Linked DNA regions of Mus musculus: all the other regions are linked to region 2. The links are chromatin contacts, called in public Hi-C and HiChIP or PLAC-seq maps. All regions are on one chromosome and are shown on one strand. The core of a region is the stretch at or near the end of the contact, and the rest is flanking DNA. Distances in the headings are between cores, read along the strand shown. Region 1 overlaps Thada (thyroid adenoma associated). Region 2 holds the start of 8430430B14Rik (RIKEN cDNA 8430430B14 gene). Region 3 overlaps Thada (thyroid adenoma associated).

Region 1 (4,348 bases), core at 1,556-4,055, 270 kb after region 2:
ACTGCTTTACCCCGACCAGCCTGCATAAGCCCAGCTGTCAGCAAGAAACTTCCAATTTCACTTCTTCAACAGCTTGCTCCTTGCTGCATTTGCAAAAGCAGTATGTAACGAAGAGGATGTTTTGCACCTTGTTTCACAGGTTTGGGTTGAAATGTAACTTCATACTTCTATTGTTTTAAAAATACAAACAGGATCTCAAGGTGTCCTGGCCTTAAACACTCCTGAGATGTCTGAAAGGGAAGAAGTCTGGATCTAAAATACACCAATCCCACCTCCCCCATCAGTTCTTCACCAGGTTGAAGGTGACCTCAACAGGCTGAGTTAGAGGACTGAAGAAGTCCTAATGGTAGTCTCCTCTCCCCAGAGTCTCAGACTGAGAGCAAGGCAGTGGTCACATTCCCACTCAATCTGTCTGTCCCTCAGATGTCAAGAAGAGGGACTGCTGGGGAAACCTTTTAGACAAAAGAAGGGGGGGGGGGAGAAAAAGGAGAGGTGGGGGAAGAAAAGAGAAAAAGGAACGGAAAGCACCAAGTCCAGCCCAGCCCACCCCCCCACAAAAGCAGGTGTGCTACGTGACTAGCTAGCCTTGTTGAGACTCGCGTGTCTTCCAGTCTTGGCAGGGACCACAAATGATAGCCTTACAATGCCCCACGATCACCCTACTACAACAGCCCCTTTGGGCTGGACTCCTGCCAGTGGCAATGGAGGTGGGACAGCAAGCTGCAGCAGGCTGAGGGCTTAGCCACACTGTTTCTCAGGTCACTGCAAAAGAGCGAGCTACTTCCTGTGGAGGAGAGCAGTCCAGAACACAGGAGACTGGGAAGAGGCTGGGGCCATGGGAAAGTAGAATCAGACCCAAGCCCCAGTCTTTCTGCCCTGGCAGTGTAGTCTCTTGTGTGAATAAATCTGGTGGTTAGAAAAAAAAAATGCTGTCTTCAGCTCTTGTGAAGCAAATGGAATTCTTTCTAGAGCAGATTCTGAAGCTGGCTATAGACGTCTGGGGAAGACCTGGGACTGCCACACACAAGCAAGCCCCAGCCTTGTCTCTATAAGCACATTTTACTCACATTCTTAAACCCATAGGCCCTCAAGGGGAACAGCACTCAGCTTACTGGGGACTAGTAAAGAAGGGGGACACAGGGGTGGGAGGAGTGATCAAAGGAAGCTGAGAAGGAGGTGAGCCGTGTTACAGTTCACAGTTTGCAAGTCAGAGCTGGCTTGAGGGGCCAAGTACTAGAGTGGGCCCACAAACACAAGCTCTCCCATACCTACTCCCTTCATCAACACCATTTTACTGAAACAACCAACCAACCCCCCCCCCCACACACACACATTTTTCTTACTCACCTTGAGATCTATTCTCATATTCTCAAAAGCCTATTTTCCTCATCAGACTATAAGATTTATTTAACAGAATGACAAATAGCCAACTGCATGCCAACAGAGCACCAGTCCTCCCACAGGCCCTGAGGCCACAGGGATGGCTGCCTGAACCAAGAAATATAACTTTCCCACAGTGTCCTGGTACCATGCAGCCCTGACATTGGGAGAGGCTGCAGGCCTGATGGCTTTGGAAGTCTTGAGTCTGCTTCTGCCTAGCAAGGGGGAGTAAGGCCATGAGCATGGGAAGAACATTTCTAACTGGGTGCTAGAACTACAGTGGCTGATGGCTTAGCCTTTGCTAAGTTCATAAACTATGAACTTTGTCTCAGGGTCAACAGCAGCTCTCACTTGGAGCTGGCCAAGTATTTAGGTGCTCAGGTCCTACCTTCAGTCTAACTAGTGACTTCTGAGAACACGTTCTATCTGAGCAGCTCTATTTTAGACAGTCCAACATGACAAGCAGTGTCTGGACACATGGAGGCAGTAAGGTCCAGGAAAAAGCTTGACAAGGACTTGGCAGCTGAGTACAGATATTAGCAGTTTTCAGTGGGGTCCACGCCTGTTCAGCTGTGTAGATGGATGGGTTCTCCTGACCTCTGAGGGTTACATCTCTGCAAATGCATAGGGACTTCACAGGGTTTTCCGTATTTAAATCCCAGATCCAGGAGTTTGCCTGAGAACCTGTTTTGTTGCCCTCTTTACACTGCACTGTGGTTTTAAGAAATAGTTGCAGTGCCTAAGTCAGTCTGGCCTCGCCCAGAAAAGGCTGATAAACAAACTGACCCAAGTACTGCCTGTTCTACTTTAGCCACATCTTAAAAGATGAAAATGTAACACGACCCTCTGGAACAAGGACCACATGAGGGTCCCTGGCTTCAGTGGACTTGGGAAGGCAAAGGCATTTATTTCTACAGCAGAGTCTCTCAGGGTGGGAGTTGACACTGGGAGGTTTTAAATCTTCCCCGGTGATTCCAGCATTCTACCCTGAGCATCAGGAACTATTGTTTGGAATGAAAACTTGCTACCAGCCAACCTGGCATTTGTTAGTGCCAAGACCAGGAGTCACAGTCTCCTGTGGGATCCTAATGGGAGAAGTGGCTGGGTGAGTACAGCAGTGATGTGTGTAAAGCACGCTCTATTAAAAGCAATGACCAGAGCCAGAGTGGTAGTGTCCCAGTGTCATCCCAGCAGTAGGAGGGCCGTGGCTGGCCTAGGCTAAGGAGCAAGGCTCTGTCTGTCTCAAAGTAAAATTAAAGCTATCACCATCCCCACTCTCCCAGGAGGAGGCTAGCAAGACAGAATGTGCAAACAAGCACACACAAAGAGACATAAAGCACATGGCTTGCTACCAGGATCTGAACAAGTTTTTGTTTGTTACCTGGCACCCCTGGCAGAGCACACAGTACACCCAGGCCCTAGTGGTACCCTGGGAAAGCCCAGGGAAAAGTCCTTATGAACCAGAAACAAAAGGTTAAAGCGTGTCAGTTACTGTGTTAAAACATTGAAAGTAAAAGTTGAAAACATAACCATACTTGTTTGCCTTATCTCTTGAACTTATGCCAAACTAAACTAGTGTTATACATAGGGTGTGTCAACACAGAAAAGTTAATTTTCTAATACCAAGAGCATTTTGAGATAAACTCATGGAATCATATATATTGATTGCTTCATCCAGAGCTTGGTACAAAGTAGGCATTCCAAAAATAACTTTTAAAAACCCTTAAACTTTTGGCAAGGTCTCCATGCACTGTTTGTGGGACGAGGGTCTCACAACGTACAGCAGCTGTAGCACTGCGCTGCCTCTCAAGAGACTTAGTCTGCTTTTAGAAATGAAACCTAAGGCCAGAGTTACAGACTGACTCCACACCACACGCAGCAATGAAGGCAAAGTAGAGCAATGAAGCCAATTATAGTGGCATATGCTTTTAATCCCAGCGCACTTGGGAGGCAGAGGCAGGTGGATCTTGGTGAGTTTCAGGAGAGTAAGAACTATATAATGAGACCAATCTCAAAAAACCCAGCAAAACAAACCAATAAGCCCAATCTCTCTCTCTCCGCCCCCTCATACATACACACACACACACACACACACACACACACACACAGGCATAGAGACACACAGAGAGATGCTTAAGCCCACTTTTCAACAAAAGATTCTTTTCCTAGTTAATCAAAAAGGCAAAATTAGGCAAAATTATTTTTTTTGTAGAGATGGATAGTGATAGGAAAAATCAACCCCCCAATTCCCCAAATTGAAAAAAAAAAAAACTCTGAAGAAATAATAGAGATTTTAGTTTTTGTTTGTACTTGCTATTTTTAAATGTTTTAAGTATGAAGTTACTATGTTAACCCCAGCACTTCTATCTCTTGGCTGTCCCATCACACGCTGCCAATGACAGCTCTACTTTCTGTGTCTATGAACTATCTGCTCAGCCAGCCATCTCTCGGGGTACCTCCATGTGGTGGCACAGGTCAGATCTCTCTTGCTGCTTGGGGATATAGCTGTGGCAGCGCACTGGCCTAGCATGTGGAAAGGCCTGGGTTCAATCCCTAGTTGAGGATGGGAACTTCTCTTTTAAAGATGGACTAATGTTACCATATGTATATAGCATATTTTGCTTACATTGTCAGCAATGAACACTGCTGTTCTGTGGTTTGGTGACCAGGAAGAACGTTGCTCTGAGCATAGCAGTACAACCATCGAAGCCTGCTTTCTCTTTCTCTGAACTTAGACGGAGAACTGCAGGATTAGATACTGATTCTATTTCCAGTTTTTAAGGAAGTGTGATACCATTTTCCATAGCAGCCATAAAGTTTTAAGTAATAATAATAGCAAATATTTTCATATTGCCAAGTGAAAAAAAGGAAGCTATAACTTTTATACTTAATAGAACCTTAGCTATGTTTTTTAAAAAAAGGAAAAAGATGATGTAACCACAGAGAACTGTGCTAAGAGTAGATTTCA
Region 2 (4,437 bases), core at 1,865-4,364:
AGTTGAAGTTGCTACCATACATGTACACACATATATATGCACATATATATCCTAATAATAATAATAATAAACAATAACATTTAAATTTTTTATTATTTAAATGCATTTCATACATCAAACATATTAATAATATTGAGTATTTTAATAATCAAATAATATATAAAAATTTGTTCAACTTTTATATTCATATCCTTTCATACTCTAAAAATATCATTAATGAATATTTAATACTAAATGGATAAACAATAACTTTTTTTTTTTTTTTTTTTTTTTGGTTTTCCGAGACAGGGTTTCTCTGTGTAGCTCTGGCTGTCCTGGAACTCACTCTGTAGACCAGACTGGCCTCGAACTCAGAAATCTACCTGCCTCTGCCTCCCAAGTGCTGGGATTAAAGGCGTGCGCCACCACTGCCCAGTAAACAATAACTTTTAAAGATGAGAATAATATAAAAAATAGAGACACTAGTTTTTCATATCTGCATTGTGGAGTGTGATCTCTCTCTCTCTCTCTCTCTCTCTCTCTCTCGATTTACTTATTTATTTTATCTATGAATAGACTGTAGCTGTCTTCAGACACACCAGAAGAGGGCATCAGATCTCATTACAGATGGTTGTGAGCCACCATGTAGTTGCTGGGACTTGAAGGTGAAAGAGCAGCCAGTGCTCTTAACCACTGAGCCACCTCACCAGCCCATGGAGTGTGATTTTCAACCCTGCCACCCACATGCCTGTGTAAGTTCCTCTGGTGGCTTAGCACTTTTGACTCGAGACATCAAGCCTTTCTTTAAGACTCGTTGTGAATTCGTGGCTAGGCGCTTACTGCAGTAAAAGCATCTAACTCTACAATGGTTACCTAGTGTGGCAGAATGAACTGGCCTACAACTGCAGCTGCAAGTAAGGTATTCACTCAGACTCCTGGTAGTTGAGGAATTTGGAAACAGCTTTGCCTAGCGACTCTGCTTATGGTCTCCTTAGGCTGTAATAAAGATGTTGGGAGGGACTGTGGGTATCTGAGGCTGATTCCAAGGGACACCTGAATGAGGCCTCTAGCCATCAGCAGAAGACCTCTCTGTGGGGCTTCTTAAGTGTGTGGTACTGTGGATAGCTTCCCTCTTAGTAAGTCAATGTGAAATGACTTATTCACACTGGGGGCGGGGATGTTGGTGGGAGATCTTCCATGCCTACCCACAGAAGCCACGCTTTCCATGTTTCCCTTGCTCTCAGAAAGGTCATGGTGTTACAGGTCATGAGATAGCCTCTGATGAGACCAGAAAAGGCTTGAGGTCCAAACGTCGTAATAGGAGCTTTCTGAGGGTGGCCAGTTGCACAGCCAGACAGCAGCCAGGTGGAACAACCTGGGTCCCCTGACCAATCCTGAGCCGAGCTCCCTGTTGCAAAAGGAGACCTGTCCACTTATAAGATGAGGAACTCTTGGTGGCTGTCCGAGAGATGGGGCTAGCTCCTGGACACAGGGAGAAAGACGTATAGTCAGGGAAGATCATTCTGAGCTTGGGGTTCCGCTAGGGGCTCCTAGAATGGTGCCCACGTAGGTCTCCTAAGGATCTCTAGGCAATCGGGGTGGGAGATAGCACTCAGAGAAGGAGCGAGAGCATGGGCCAGGCCTGAGCAGCTGCTCTTCTGTTTGATCAGAACACTACATTTTTGGGTTCTCACCTTTGGCTATGGATTTACTCATGTGCTCATTTGTTCACTCCTGCCCAATTCTTAGGCTGTAGATATGGAGGCTGACTCTTTTCAGGAAGCTCCATTTAATGCGGGAAGCTCCCAGTACGGCAATCTACGAAGCCTAAGGGGGGGGGGGGGTGGCAATCCATGCATATGGGAGCTAACCCCACTGGAGAGTGTGGAGTAAGCCCCACCAAGTAGAGTTCCACACCATGAAAGAGTGTTGCAAATGAAGTTGGACAGGTCAGAAGAGATGTGTGAGCCAGGCAAGGGGCGTTAGAAATCAGTAAGGTCGCGCAGGAATTTAGTGAGGCATGAAGGAATCAGTCTTGTGAGATAGTAGGGTATCAGGGAAGGTGGTCCTGGAGGGGAACCTGGGTCCCCAGCTATTGCCTAGAGCAGAAACATGCCAAGAGGCCTTTAGGAGGAGGCACAAAGGTGTCAGCCCAACTCCTCAGCGGAAGATGTAGCGGAGCCCACCCTGCCCATCTCAGAGCGGCCCGGCTCCAGCGGCAGGCTGAGCCCTGCTTGCTTCTGGGAAAGAATTCTGGCCCTGAAGCCCCCGTCCCAATATTAGCTCTTACAAGAAGCCTTGAAGGAGGTTGAGGACACTGGGCTGTGGACACTGGAGGTCCAGTTGAAGACAAGAGACTCCCTTAGGGTGGCCGGAATGAGTGGAGCCGTAGAAGGCAAAGAGGAGGGAGGCGCCTCATGGTTTGCAGTTAAGCCTGCTGAGAGTCTTCTAGGCTCAGTCCATGCACTACAGTCCCAAACTGAGCATCTGTTCCCTGAGGAGCCTCCACGCCAAGTTCTCCAGTCCAATCTGCAAGGGGCACATTAGCCTCCCCAACAGCAGGTGGCGCCCTCCTGTTGAGATTAGATTTAGGAGCTGAGTTTTCTGCCCAGAAAACCTGTTGGGCAAGGGAGAGAGGAGCTGGCCTCCGGGGAGCTGGCCCCTGGGCGCTCACCTTATCCACCCACTGTAGCCCACTTACTAGTCTCGCCCTCGCTCTCCCTGCCTTTCACTTGGGTCTCGGTGCCCTTGTTCTTCATCGCTAAGGTCCTCAGGGCAAGTCTGGACTTAATGAACTTCACAAGCTAAGGCAACTCCAGGACCAGGATAGTGGGGGATGCAGTTGGCAGTGGAATGCCCCCACGGGGTCTTCTGAGCTCCCCTCACCTCCCAATGGCATTCCCCCTCAGGCCCTCAGAAGGTACTCCTTATGCCTAGCTGGGGTGTTTGCCTACGGCGAGGTGGCTCTGTCAATGAAGGACATCATAGACACCAGCATCTCTGTGCAGGGTGAACTGTGCCCACTGGTATGCCCATTGTCTCCTAATCTCCAGTCTTTAGTCCTAGAGGAAAAGCGAGGGGTGTGGAGGAGTCCCACGGGCCCCTCCAGCTCTCCTGGCACTCTGTTCACTCCCTACTTGTTCTGTCCTTGGAACTGAAGTCCCCCGACTTGCCAGGCAGAGCTGGCCTAGGCCATGCACCTGTGGTGCGCTGAAGGCTGGGCAGCAAGACATGGAAGCAGAGGGTGCCCAGTGCAGGAAGACCCTGGAAAGAGATGAGCACCATTAAGGTAAGATGTAGCAGACGGGACCCAGGCAGGAGGAGACCAGGATGACAAGGTAGGAAACTGACAGAGGTTCCTGAAGGAGGAAGAAGAGGAGGAAGGGAGGGAGGAAGAATTTTTAAGAACATTTCGAGGTGAGGCGGAAAACATAGAAGTTTGTGGGGCTAAGTGGTGGTGGGGCAGCCAGGGGGATTCTATGGCCCAGCACAAAGAAGACAACCGGTTTTGTAAGGAAGGGAGGAAGTGTTGGAACGTTAGAAGGGAGTGGCCGAGAGCTGTTATTGGAGGCAGGCACCTGTCTCTCCTCAACCCTGTGACAGACAGGTACGGAAACACCCTGAGCACCGCAGACCCTCATGCTACCAGCCTCACCCCGTGCAGCTCATAAAAGTGAAGCCGGAGCTCAAGAGCTTAACCCATCTCCCACCCACGTTCCCCCACCTCCAGAGCACCCTCCACCCTGGCGAGATAGCAGCCACCCACCCCACCTCTCTGCTGGAGTTGACAGGGTAATCAGTAACTGTTCACCAAGATGGTGTCTCAGCCAGACAGGGGGGCCTTTGTCTGATCCCAGCCCTGCTGGGAGCCCTCGCCTGGTCCTGAGTTTGCTCAGTATTAATCATTGACCAGCACCCAGGGTTACAGCCCCTCTGGAAGCTCTCAGGACTGGGGCCTTGGGTGTCCCACAGCTTCAGGCAAGGCGAGGCTGGAGTAGGGAAGGGACAAAGAGAAGGAGAGGGGAGGGCGCAGGCCCTGGGTGGGGCTCAAGGATATTCTACTACTACCTGTGCTTGCCCAGCCCGGCTTTCAGGAGAGGTCCCTTTCAGAAGGGACTGAAAATTCCCCCACTGGGCGCCTCGTCCTCTGGAGGAGTCAAAGAGGCAAATGCAATGTATGGATGAATGTTGCCCTCGAGGTGATGTGGAGCTCTCTGGAGACCCACATAGGTGTAGACCCCTCCTCTCGCCCCTAATGGAGACCAAGGAGTTAACTCACTATGTGCCAGAGGGACGAGGATGATGGTGAAGCTTGGCCAGGAGCAAGGAGGAAGGCATAAAGAGATACACATACCAAGAGCAGAGGTAGAGAGGGACACCTTCTATAGGAGCACACACTCCTGAACATGATCTCCGTTGACTAGCCTAATAGCTTATGCGCTAGGGGGCTGTTCTACG
Region 3 (4,440 bases), core at 385-2,884, 290 kb after region 2:
CAGTAGTCAGCAAAGTTTTCCTATGAAGGGCCAGAGAATAAATACAATACAAATTTTGGGTCTTTCTTACAAGTATAAGCAGCTATAGAAAACATGTAAAAAAAAAAAAAAACCAACCAACAAAAAAGAGGCACAGTCTTCAATAAAACTTTATTCAAAACACAATGAGGACCTGATTTGACTTGACCATTACAGACTGTAGCCTTGTTGTAGTAGAGAAATGCATTCACAACATCTTATTGCCAGTACTGATTAAAAGTTCTAGACTATTAAGTTACTTACAAACTTGAAGGCTGCTGTGAAATAGAGATGGCCATAATTTCTGCCCAGAGAAACAAAATAAATGTTGTAATCTGTTGAATATTAAATTGTTTTACATCGAATTCAGAAATCCTATCCTAGCATTTACGTTTCATTGCCTGCAGATGCCCGAGTTTTCAAGTGTTCATTGGACTGACCATAAAAAGTTTTCTGGTTCCTTTATTAACTAATGAATTAAATACAACTTTGTACATATTCATTTTATATTTGTCTGAGTAGTGATTTTATTTATCCATGTATTTATTTTAAATTTTATTTTGTAACAAATAATTTTTTATAATGGCATTTTAAACTTCACATTATCTTCATCATTATTATGAAAGACAGTTGCCAGCCACCACTGCATTTGAAACTTGCATATATAGTAGCTCTACTTTTTAACTAGAATATTTGTTTATTTATTTATTCTGTATGTACACACGTCTGTCTGAGTGTATGCCATGTATAAGTGGGTGCTCACAGAGATCAGGAAAGGGCTGGAGTTACAGGCAGTTATGAGCTGCATGACATGGGTTCTAGAACCAGACTCAGGGCCTCTGCAAGAGCAGCCAGTGCTCTTAACCACTGAACCAGCTCTCCCACACCATAACATCTCTTTTCATATCAACAGTGCAAATTATGGTACCTTTATATATCAAAGGATAGGCTATTGTGCAAAGTTTACATGGCCTGCCTGTGTCAAACATCTAGAAAATAGGGGAAGATAATACCAAGTCCAGGACTACGCAGACCCAACCCTCAGACTCAATCCTCTTTGCATCTCACAGTTCTCTGTTCACAATGCCGATGGAGCATTACAAACAGAACCACAACAACAAAACACCCAGGGCTAAATCTCAAACTACAACCAAGTAGGAACAAAGTAGTCACAATAAAACATGACATTTCCTCTTTTAAAATGGTAAAAACACTTAGAGTCCCTGCCTGATTTGTTCTTTATCCCTCCAGTTATTAGAAGACAAGAGATAATCTACCTTTTTGTGAAATTCTTTCTAAAAAACTGTTCAGATAAAGTTCCAATGAACTCCAACTGAAGTTTATACAAAAGTGATTTTGTAACCATTTTCAATTTCTACACACAAAGTTTCAAAGTGGGTCACTGAAAACCTGTATCCCAAGTAATATAAAACTGAATATTTTGATTTCCCTGGGCTGGGCAGTAAGCCTCTTGAACCTCTATTTTTGGAAACTGTGGTATCCCTTTAATCCTGTTACAGAACTGCTGACAGGGGTGATAGTGAAGGAAGCAGACTGAGAGTCTGTCTCAGCAAAGGCTCCAGGAAGAGGAAGAAAACAAGGCATAAGCAAGCAAATCATCTTGCAAGAGAATCTTGTGAGATCTGTGTCGGTGTTCACAACTCAACTCTAGAGCACACGGCCGTGAAGCTGCTCAGCGCTGGTGTAGCTGAGAGCCAACACCTACAGCAGGGTTAAAGTTGTGCCTGTAGGGAACACAACAGCCCTCCTCTGGGTCTGTCTTTTTCATAACCAGAAAATCTTTGGTGTATGGAGAGACCACTGAGAAAACATCTGTATTTCCCCACCTCGCTGTGCCTTGCTACATTTAAACTGTCAGGGTACATGTACTCTGTATGATGCACGGTCTTGATTCCAGATCCTTCCCAAGTAGCTGAGACAACCTAGCTAACAATTTTCTAAAAACTAGTATCAGTTGCTTTTCAAAAATGGCCCCTGGTTTGCTCAAGTCATTTTCAAAGTACTCTTTGAATTTACTGTGAAAAACATACAGAACTAATATCTCTTTCCAAATTAAATTTGGTACTCCAGGTTTACTGGCTGTCCTCAGACAACACGTGATAAAGACTGATATTCTAAACGTTCAGCTCCATTCCTGAAGGCCATGTGTTAAGTATGTGCAATACAATTTAACCTTTCTTGAAGTCAAGAGCTATCATTCTGCTGGCTGTTTTCTGATTGAGGCCCAAGTGCTAAATGAAAATAAAGTCAGATGCTGACAATTATGAATGCTCAGAAGGTTTGGACAGAGGCTCTAGCAGCCTAGATATATACACAGCATGCCTACCTCTATGTACTTCTACTGTGAGAAAGAAAGCCTGTTTCTCTAAGTGCAAGGACCAGACTGTAGGAATTGCAGGGTTGGCCAGAAAGACCTCGGTCTGTAATAGAGGTGAGTATGGTCTATGTCTACATCTATATTGATTCCATATATACATATGAAAGCATCATACTGAAACTAACTGTTATCTAAAATTAATAAACCCTAGATTTCTTGCTCCTTAAGTGAGAGGCTACAGATAAGAAAGTAAAATAGAATGGGCTATACAGTACTGCACCAGAATCAAATCAGTATGGTCTCCTGCTAGCTTAACACAGATGCAGACTGATATAGAAAAATTATGTGTGCATATAAATAGGTTAATATATTTATGTGGGTTTCCTAACTCTGTTTAAAGAGCACATCTAGAATTAGTGGTACCTCAGTAGCAATGAGTACACACTATTGTGATTTTGGTGTCTAATATCATTTGCCAATAAAAGGAATCAGGGCTTCTTGGGAGATTACTAATTCTAGACCTAGGTGAGCTGAAAACATCTTGTAATGCCAGAAAAGAAAAAGCAACAAATCAAACTAAAAGTATGGAAGTATGTTAAAGAGACAAGAACAAACCTGAGTTTACAGTGGCTGAAACCAGAGACATCTGGGCAACAAAATAAACTATGAAATGTTAGATTAAGCCTAAATTAAAAGATAACACCCTATTTGACATTACATGTGTAGTATAATGTAGGGTCAGTTGCTGCTGCTGACTTTCATCCATCTTCTAGCACAACCCAGAAAATAATGAACTCATGCAAATTGCAATTTCCTTGTATTTTAATCTCCCACACACCCAGCACTGAGCACTAACTTTGTTTGATAGCCCAAAACAGCAGTTTTAATACTTGGTAAGCTCTATGTGGTATTTAACTTTGTTTTTGTTAGCATATATTTTTTCTTTATTAAACTTTTATCTCTCTTAAACTTTTTCTGAGTTCATTCTATGTTTCTTCAACTAAATTTTTAAGCTGGGTGAATATTTTATTAACACTTTAGTTTTGATATGCTCATTTATAGCCATATGTGTCCCTTTAAAGCCATCTGAACTCCGTCTTACATTATCACTTTGTGGTACTTCCATTCTTGTCCAGATCTAAATATTTGGAACTTTCTGTTATGACTTTTTTTTTTTTTTGTTAATGTATTACTTGAGTTTTTACAAGTTTAAGCATTTCCATAGAAGCTGAGCATCTCTGGTGACATTCCCTTTTCTGAAATTCATTGAAGCCAGTTTTGAGTTATCATAATGTGATTATTTGTGAATTGTCTATTTTGAAGACTATTCTTCAATATTACACATCCCTTTTCTTCTGCCTTGTAGCAATGTGAGTTGAAAATGATAAACAATACACATTTTTCTAGTTTTTCTTTAATTCTAAACACTTTAACGTTTAAGAAAATTAAAGCAATGCTCTTAGTGTCGGAAATTTTCATGATTTCTCTGCTGGTTTGGAGAATTGTTCTTTTACCAGTAATTCCTTCTTAATCCCTTTTTATGCCTTTTTGCCTCATGCTATTTTTGTCTAATGTTGAGATTGCTTCATCAACTTTCTTCTGCCTTAGATTCTTAAATACATGCACACATACAACATTCATTTCATTTCTCTTATTAAATTACAGTTTTAGTTGTCCTTTATAAATAGCATAGATCTAATCTTATTTTTATATTTAATCTCATGGTAAACTTTTTGGTTAGAGTAATTTTAGATTTACTAAAAAGTTGTGAAGACATTACAAAGGATTTCCGTACATCTGCCACGCAATTTTCCCACTGTCACTGTCCTCTATTATTGTGGTGTTTTTTGGTATTAAGGACTTGGGTTTTTTTTTTTTCAAAGAATTATTTATTTAGTTTATACATGTGAATATACTGTAGCTGTCTTCAGACACACCAGAAGTGGGCATCAGATCTCATTGCAGATGGTTGTGAGCCACCATGTGCTCCAGCCATCTCTCCAGCCCCAAGGACTTGTTTTTAATGGCCTGCACATAGACCGCTGGTCAGAAAGTCTCTCCATTTGAATTTGTCTCTTTTGGAT

What was found. A called contact is a pair of places that touch in the nucleus more often than the background predicts. HiChIP or PLAC-seq counts read pairs in DNA pulled down with a chosen protein or histone mark.
Region 1: an H3K27ac HiChIP or PLAC-seq map of microglia shows a contact between it and region 2, with 6 times the contacts expected there. The contact joins the enhancer-like site here to the promoter of 8430430B14Rik in region 2. A contact is called at or near these places in 2 of 484 Hi-C or Micro-C datasets (CD4 T cells and bone marrow-derived macrophages), 9 of 115 datasets of contacts at active chromatin or transcription factors (T-cell acute lymphoblastic leukemia, effector CD8 T cells, embryonic stem cells and 6 more) and 1 of 9 other capture datasets (embryonic stem cells).
Region 3: a contact with region 2 is called in a Hi-C map of bone marrow-derived macrophages, with 22 read pairs. The contact joins the enhancer-like site here to the promoter of 8430430B14Rik in region 2. A contact is called at or near these places in 2 of 39 promoter capture datasets (the C10 cell line and liver), 1 of 484 Hi-C or Micro-C datasets (bone marrow-derived macrophages), 5 of 115 datasets of contacts at active chromatin or transcription factors (T-cell acute lymphoblastic leukemia, acute myeloid leukemia, double positive thymocytes and 2 more) and 1 of 9 other capture datasets (embryonic stem cells).

The regions. Positions count from the first base shown.
Region 1 is chr17:84,263,811-84,268,158 of GRCm38.p6, forward strand. All of the region lies in intron 30 of Thada (thyroid adenoma associated), which reads right to left. Among named protein-coding and RNA genes, the nearest start is that of Gm24492, 22 kb to the right of the region's middle. Within about 2 kb of position 2,806, at least 74 of the 459 cell types and tissues checked have an H3K27ac peak or open chromatin away from gene starts, as enhancers often do. A contact at or near this core is called in bone marrow-derived macrophages, heart atrium, hepatocytes and 2 more, where this site is marked.
Region 2 is chr17:83,995,438-83,999,874 of GRCm38.p6, forward strand. 8430430B14Rik (RIKEN cDNA 8430430B14 gene) reads left to right here and starts at 3,115. Exons shown (of 2, transcript NR_130994.1): 1 at 3,115-3,268.
Region 3 is chr17:84,291,762-84,296,201 of GRCm38.p6, forward strand. All of the region lies in intron 29 of Thada (thyroid adenoma associated), which reads right to left. Among named protein-coding and RNA genes, the nearest start is that of Gm24492, 6.2 kb to the left of the region's middle. Within about 2 kb of position 1,635, at least 33 of the 459 cell types and tissues checked have an H3K27ac peak or open chromatin away from gene starts, as enhancers often do. A contact at or near this core is called in bone marrow-derived macrophages and liver, where this site is marked.